Linked DNA regions of Anser cygnoides: region 2 is linked to region 1. Evidence: chromatin contacts called from public Hi-C data. All regions are on one chromosome and are shown on one strand. Each heading gives the region's core, a stretch centred on a gene start, on an enhancer-like site or on the middle of the called end of the contact. The rest is flanking DNA. Distances are from core to core; before and after follow the strand shown. Region 1 overlaps LOC136790363 (a long non-coding RNA gene). Region 2 has its middle 39 kb from the start of SLC4A1AP.

Region 1 (3,408 bases), core at 374-2,873:
TATCGCTCGTTTGGAAGCAGCGAGGAGAGGACAGCAGCCCGCACAGCCAGGCCACCACGGCCCTCAAACCCTTGCCTGCAAAGCGCTGGCAGCGGAGTCGAGCATGCCGATTTCCAGTGCAAGGGAGGGAGGGAGGGAGGGCAAAGAGCCTGGCTCACGAAATGGAGTGATCACACCAGAATAAAATGACTGTTTTTTTTCCAGCCTACCGCGTCCCCATGGGCAGCTATTTTAAAAGTTATTGCAGAATAGCTTATCCCACAACAGCGGTGCTGGGGAATTTCCCCCCGGGAGACAAGACCTCAGAAAGGATTCTAGTAAATGGCCTTCACAGAACATCGCCCCGTGCTGGGGCGTCACGCCCAGCAGCTGACAGCGCCCCGGGGGAGCTGTGTGGGATGAGGACGGCTCCCCAAGGACCCGTGCCTCTGGCACAGCCGCTGTCCTCGCTGGCACAGCCCCTCAGCCCCTTGGTGGAGGCCTGTGCAGAGGAGGGGAGAGCTGACGGGACGAGGTTGGCTCACGCTGAGCTTCGCCCACTTGCCGGCACCATCTATCGGAGGCCAGCGCTGGTGTCGGCTCTGGTGGCCACTGGCACACCAGGAATACTGGGAAGGAGACTGTGGTTTCCAGATAAAATCACTGTGGGGTAGGGGCAGCGCAGGCAAACTGGTGCAATGGGCCGTATTCGTCGTGGCACTCTAGGTATGCGATAAATAAAAAGACAGACATCTTGCAGTTTGGTTGGCATGGCGGGACTAAGCATTGCGAAAAACAAAAACAAAAACAAAAACAAAAAAACAAGAACGACAGCAACAACAAAGTTAAAAAGCCTGACCAATCCTGAATACCCACAGCTAAGCATCTGGGAGTGGAACAAGAAGTCCACGAGGCCTGTGGGCTGGCTGGTACATCCATGCAGCCCCAAAGTCTCTCTTTTCTTGCAGGTCTGGCCTTCACGATTGTAGCTGCTGGCCGGCCACTGCTCCTCATCCCAGCAGCTCAGCCGTGGCTCATCCATGCCAGGAGAGGCTTGGGAAGATGTTCCAGCAAGCTCTGATTAGATCTGCTCCTCCCAGGGCACTTCAGCAGGGTTTGCTCCTTTTTCTCATTCCACACAAGGTTTTAAAAGGCTGTGTTTGTAAACAGCAGTCTCCATCTCGCTGCCTCCAGGGCATTGGGCTGAAGGCCAGGGAGGGATCTAAGAGACGACGGCAGACAGTTTTAAGAGGCGGTGGCGTCCGATCGCCGCCTGGGAGAGGGCACGCCTTGCAGTTAATAACCACGGTGTCGGGAGTCACCTACAGTACCAGCAGGTCTCAGCACTATTTCGTGGCTCCCTGAGGCCGAGCTTGGCTTTTACTGAAATGACCTCTTCGCATGCTGAGGTAAACGCTGGGTGTCCCGAGCCAGCTCTGCCAGAATCCACGGGGAGTAATGTTGCCTCAAATGCCTGTACGAGACCAATGCCCCGTGATGATAAAACAACACGGCGGACATGTGTTTGCACTTGACACAGTGCTGGTTAAATATTCACCTCGTTCCACCTCTCCTTCCCACAGATCGCTTTGGAGAGCTTGGTCACGTACGGGGACGTGGGCGCTCCTGTCCTACCGGGGAGGCAAGGGCCTGCTGTGGCTTGGCGCCTGGTCACCGAGCACAGGCCAGGTGAGAGGCCTTTGAAGAGGATCTGCCCAAGCTTCCCAGGCTCCCTTTGCCTCAGTGCTTTCAAAAATTGGTTAATGATCACCGTCATTTGGCGCTGTGACATTGTGGAGCAGTGACGAAGCCCTGCCGCTGCGGGCAGGCCAGACCTGGGGGAGTTAGAGGCGGGCCCACCTCTTCGCGCCCGCTGCAGCGTTGGTGGGCGAGGGAGGCAAGGAGCGAGCTCAGCCGAGCACAAGCCTGAGCCTGTCGGTGTGTCCAGAAGTGCTTCTCCCCACATACTTTACCAGCAGGCGCATGCTGGCACGGGTTTAGCTGGAGCTGCAAAGCTCCCAGGAAGGCGAGAGCCTGGAAAGCTTCACGTGGTCTGGGCAGAGAGGGCGGCACTAACGCCCTCAGCACACACGGGTGGTCGGGGCAGAGCTATACGGCTGGGAAGCAGCCCGTGGTCCAGGCAGGCTGTCCGTAGGGGTGTCCTGCCTGCACCTGAGCTCATGCTCCCCTGTACAGCTGCAGCTTTTGTGCCCTGCATCCCGAAGGCCTGGAGCTTGGGTTGATCTTGTTTCCCGTCGGGGTAACTCCACACTGGACTCCTGTGGCTTCGCAGTGCGCGTGACAGCGGGTACCCGGGCCAGGCGTTACACCCGTGCAAAGGACTCGGCTGTTCCCGGCACTGGGAAATCAGGCCTGGCTGGTGGGGCCGCGAGAGGAAGGGAAAAGCCTTAAAGGATGGCTCCTTTAAGGGAGGAAGCTGAGAGGGCTGTGAGGGAAGGGAGCTCTGTGTTTTTCTCTCAGCGCCTCAGGGGCTGGTTACTAAATTTGGTTACTGGGCTTAAATAATGCAGCGTGGCAGAGCCCAGTGGGTTTGAACATTGTCATATCCACATAATCCTCTCCTAGGTGGCTGAGATCTCTTGTTCTCTGCCGCTGCTATCTGCACAGGAGTCTGAATGCGATGTGAAACATCATCTTAAATAATTATAACTAGCAGAGAAGAGCCAAAGCTGCAAAGTCCCATCAATTTCCACTGTGCTCCGTCTATCTGTGTAATTTCTAAGGTGTCAATCACCAAAGCATCCAAGCACTGTCTCATCTGGATCCGAACTCTGTTGGTGCTCTTGGAGGCTTGAACCTTAGCATTTTATGCAAGCCCATCTCTAATGAGCAAGCACAGGGACAGAGCTGCATACTGCGGGCAAACCAGCTTCTTACTGCTGTTGAGGTCTTTGTGATTTACTGACCAAAAGTCCAGTGGCTGGAGGAGTCAGGACCTCATGGTCACTGCAGCCCGGGAAGGATTAAATCCTCTTCCCAGCACTCAGGGAAGGCAGGGGCAGGTTTACCAAGGGGGGGCAGGGTGCCACGTCCCCTGCCCAGCACGCTGCCCAGCCTTGGGGCGAGATGCAGCCACCCCTCCTTGTAGGTCCAAGGCTCCCCGTGCAGAAACGAGGGAGGAGCATGAGACAGGAGCCAGCAACCTGGCTTTGCACCATGCCGGAGAAGGGGGAAGAGTGTGATGTCCCTAGCTATCTCCCAGCTGACCTACTGCCCCATACTTGCTGCAGACTTTGTGAAACACATCGAGACGTGCCGGATTACCGCCCACTGCTAACACAGCGAGTATTAACAGTGGCGAAGGGACTCACCCCGCTGAACATACTGAACATGCTCACCTGGAATGAAAATGGATTAAGCCTTTCCTTCATTACCAGGGAAACAGTATTTGTTTCTAATGAGAATCTG
Region 2 (3,408 bases), core at 310-2,809, 83 kb after region 1:
GCAGAAAATTGCAAAGAGCTTTGAAAAACAAAATACACTTGTGTTTCAGCTGGGGACAGAGGCAATAATCATTGCAGTGAAGTGGCAATAGGGCTTTTGGTTGGACGTCTCAGCTCCTCTCAGAAGGAAGACTGGGCCACGCTTTGGTTGGGGCGGCTGGAAGCCAGGACACCAAATGGCCGCCGGCCACCTCTGAGCTGCTGTGGGGCTGAGCAGGAGTGGGGGGAGACCCCGAGGGAGGCCCCACGGGGCTGCCTGTGCTTCACGGAGGCTGCAGCTTTGCGTGCTGTGGTCCTGTCCTCCCCTTCTCCTCTCCCAGCTCTTCCATGGAAGAGTGGAGAGTGCGCCCCCGGGAGAGGCTCAGCACAAAGGCTCCTTTGAGGGAATTCAACAGCGGCATTTTGCTGGGAATTTATGGCCTCTAGATACTGCTCTGGATTTGAATGCAGAAGAAGGGGCAGGAAGAATTGAAGAGAAATAAAAAGGAGGGACAGCTTGGACAGGACAAAACAGGAGCAGCCCGTGTGTCACGCTGGCACCCCGCATCGGCACCTCTGCCCACCACACCCAGCTGGTGTCTGCGGAGAGGCCCAGAGGAAGCTCCTGGTTTGTTTTCCCCTTTAAACACAAAACGCGTTCCCTTAACCTCAACCCAAGGAGAAGGCAGCTGCTCTCGGCAAGCGGAGCCACACGAAGCGTGCTTGCTGGAAGCGTTTTGCCTTTGTTTTTCTGAAGGCGGCCCTCAGCGCAGCAGTCCTCGGCTCCGGCCGCTGGCAGCGCGCTGCGCCGGGGCCTGTGGGGCCTGGGGACGCGGGGACCCCCAGGGAGCTATCAGAAAGGGAATTTTGGCCGTGGTCCACTGCCCAGGCAGGAGCAAACTTAAGTAGCAGTGTAGAGGAGAGTGAATATATGGGGTTTAGAGCCCTAAGGGCTGGTTTGCTCTGTGCGGGGTGGGGGAAGGTGCAATCAAGGACTGGGAAATCTTCCCAATTGCCTCTCATGGAGGTCGGTGTCAGGAGGCCAGACTCGCAGGTGGGGCGAGAACCTGGCAGACCCCTGGTCCTGCAGGATTTGTACCCAATGTCCTGGGCAGGCCAGGTCTGCACAGGAAATTGCCCAAGCAAGGCTAACCCCTGGGCTATCGGTCGTGTGAGCACAGATGACTTAAAAATGAGGTAATGAGACCTCACGATACCACACCTGTGACCAAAACCATGAGCACTCCTCTCCTGCGCCAGCCAACATGTAGGGGCTACCAGGTTGCACCCAGAGCAGCCACCCTCACTGGAGTAGAGGGAGTTGTGTCTGATTGACACCTGTGAAACACTTTGGGGAGAATTGTAGAAATATAATGATCCTTCTGCTTCTGGGGAAGATTTCCCAAAGCTCCTGACTGATGCAGTCCAACTTCACACTTCTCCTTTGCCACTTCTGTTGGGCAGACAGCACCAGGTGCTGTCAGCTGGGTGGCAGGGTTAGCTGACCCCCTTCCCTCGGGTTTAAAACAGAAAATCAGGCCCTTCAGAAAAAAAAAAATCCTAAAAAGAGGAAAACAATAAAAGAATCCAGCAGTTGATATTTAAGGTGTTATGAGCTGCTTTTCAAAGCCTGTGTTTGCCCGAGCAAGAATAGAGGTGCCTTCCTCAAACAAAGCTGGAGAACAAAGCACCGTCCCCCGAGTTCGGGGTGCTCTGGAGGGCAGCCACACTGAAACTGTGATTAAGTGTTTTGGGCCATGCCTTTCACTGCAGCCTGCCAGATAAATATTTACAGCTGACCACGGAGAAGTGGGGGGAAGGAGAGGAGAGACATCTGTAAATTCTTTGGAGCCTTGCCGCCTTTTAATTTTAATTATTTTTTGTTGCTTTTCCATCCACAGATCATTGTCTCTTTTTCTCAGCCCACGGATCACTAAAGAAGAGATTTTTGGGAGAAAGAGTTTATTTCTAAAGCCTCAGGAGCCAGATCCTGGTTTTAATGACTGTGGTGTAAACTTTAGAGCTGCGATAAACCAACTTTGTGAAGAGCAGACAGCAACCTTTGGTTTACTAACCAGCGTGAATCTGATGTAACGTTATTGATCTCTGTGGATTTACTCTCTGTCTCCTTGTCTCCTCCCTTGTTTTTTTTGCAGTTGTCCTTACCCATGCAAAATCAGTGCCTATGTGGCTGTAATAAGCCAGTAAATCATGGTGTTACACCCACTTCTCACAGGCTTAAATGACTCCCTCAGTTTGGCCTCTATTCTGAAAATAAAGCAAGTCTTCGTGCCCAGTAGGACAGCTGATTATCAGCAGCACAGAGCACAGGCTCTGGAAGGTGTCTGTAAAGTCCTCCAAAGAGAGGGCAACCAGGAAGGACTTGTGGAAACGAAGGCCCTCAACCCTGGGGGCTCTCTGCATTTTGACGTACGAATATATACGTCCTGCTCAGAAACATATGCAGGAATCTGTAGCTATAAAAGCCACTGCACCACCCTGTAATCCAGCCCAGATGTGCCTCTCCTTTCATGGTGCACTCAAGGGACCCCTGTGAGCCGAGGCGGGCAGTGATTGAAAGCATTGTTCAGATTTACTCACCCAAATGAAAAGAGACCCACAGCAGACTGCTCACAGAGGTCCAGAGCGAGGAGGCTGGTAGGAAGCATTGGCTTCAGGAGGGGCACCAGCGTGTGAGCTGACGGATGCTGGCCCGTGCTGTTATCAGATGCCTTCTGAGGTCACCCGCACAAGCCAGGAGCTGGGTGAGCTCTGGGCCTCTCTGAGCGACAGGCGTTAGAGTGTGCAGTGCAAACCCTGGTCATGCTCGAGCTCCCAAAGTCTGGTGCAAAGAAGGGTGCAGACAGCTGAGCCTCTGGTGATAGATAATTCAGTGGGGCTACTCGCCTGCTTCGAGGCTTTAAAGCTGGGAAATGGCATCTGAGAAATGAGATGCTGGGCTGGACTTCGATGCTGACCTGTTTGGGAGAACAGGGGAACGACTTTACGGTTTGTTGTGGGTTGTACTTGCAAGTGAGCCACCAGGATCTCCTCCTCCCCACGTAGTAGCTTATGTGAGGACGGACGGAGATTTATTCCCGCTCTTATCGGTGACCTTCTAAGTAGCCAAAAAGTAGCATTTCAAAAACTTCGGCACTCACTGCAGTGTCATCTGGGAAGTTGCTCTTTCTGTTAGTGTCATAAAGCTGCAGAGCTCTAAATAGAAAGCTCAGAGGCAAAGGTCTCGTCCCGAGGGCTCCGCAGTCTCAGTGCAAAGACTACAGTTATAAAGCCAGTCACAGAGTCCAGGAAGTAAATTTATGGCTGGGAAGATGGATAAATAATACGCCAAGATCAACAGCAGTGGTAATGTCAAAGTGTACTGAGTGGAGTTACTCTGCTTTTACAGCGCTGTGACCGCTGGGCAACC

What was found. Hi-C and Micro-C count contacts between places; a contact is called where the count stands out from the background.
Region 2: a Hi-C map of liver shows a contact between it and region 1, with 5 times the contacts expected there. The contact joins two enhancer-like sites. A contact is called at or near these places in 3 of 7 Hi-C or Micro-C datasets (fetal liver and liver).

The regions. Positions count from the first base shown.
Region 1 is chr3:31,030,893-31,034,300 of Taihu_goose_T2T_genome, forward strand. LOC136790363 (a long non-coding RNA gene) reads left to right here. Exons shown (of 2, transcript XR_010830187.1): 2 at 1-276. Among named protein-coding and RNA genes, the nearest start is that of TRNASTOP-UCA, 10 kb to the left of the region's middle. Within about 2 kb of position 1,624, at least 3 of the 3 cell types and tissues checked have open chromatin away from gene starts, as enhancers often do. A contact at or near this core is called in liver, where this site is marked.
Region 2 is chr3:31,114,197-31,117,604 of Taihu_goose_T2T_genome, forward strand. No RefSeq gene overlaps it. Among named protein-coding and RNA genes, the nearest start is that of SLC4A1AP, 39 kb to the right of the region's middle. Within about 2 kb of position 1,560, at least 1 of the 3 cell types and tissues checked has open chromatin away from gene starts, as enhancers often do. A contact at or near this core is called in liver, where this site is marked.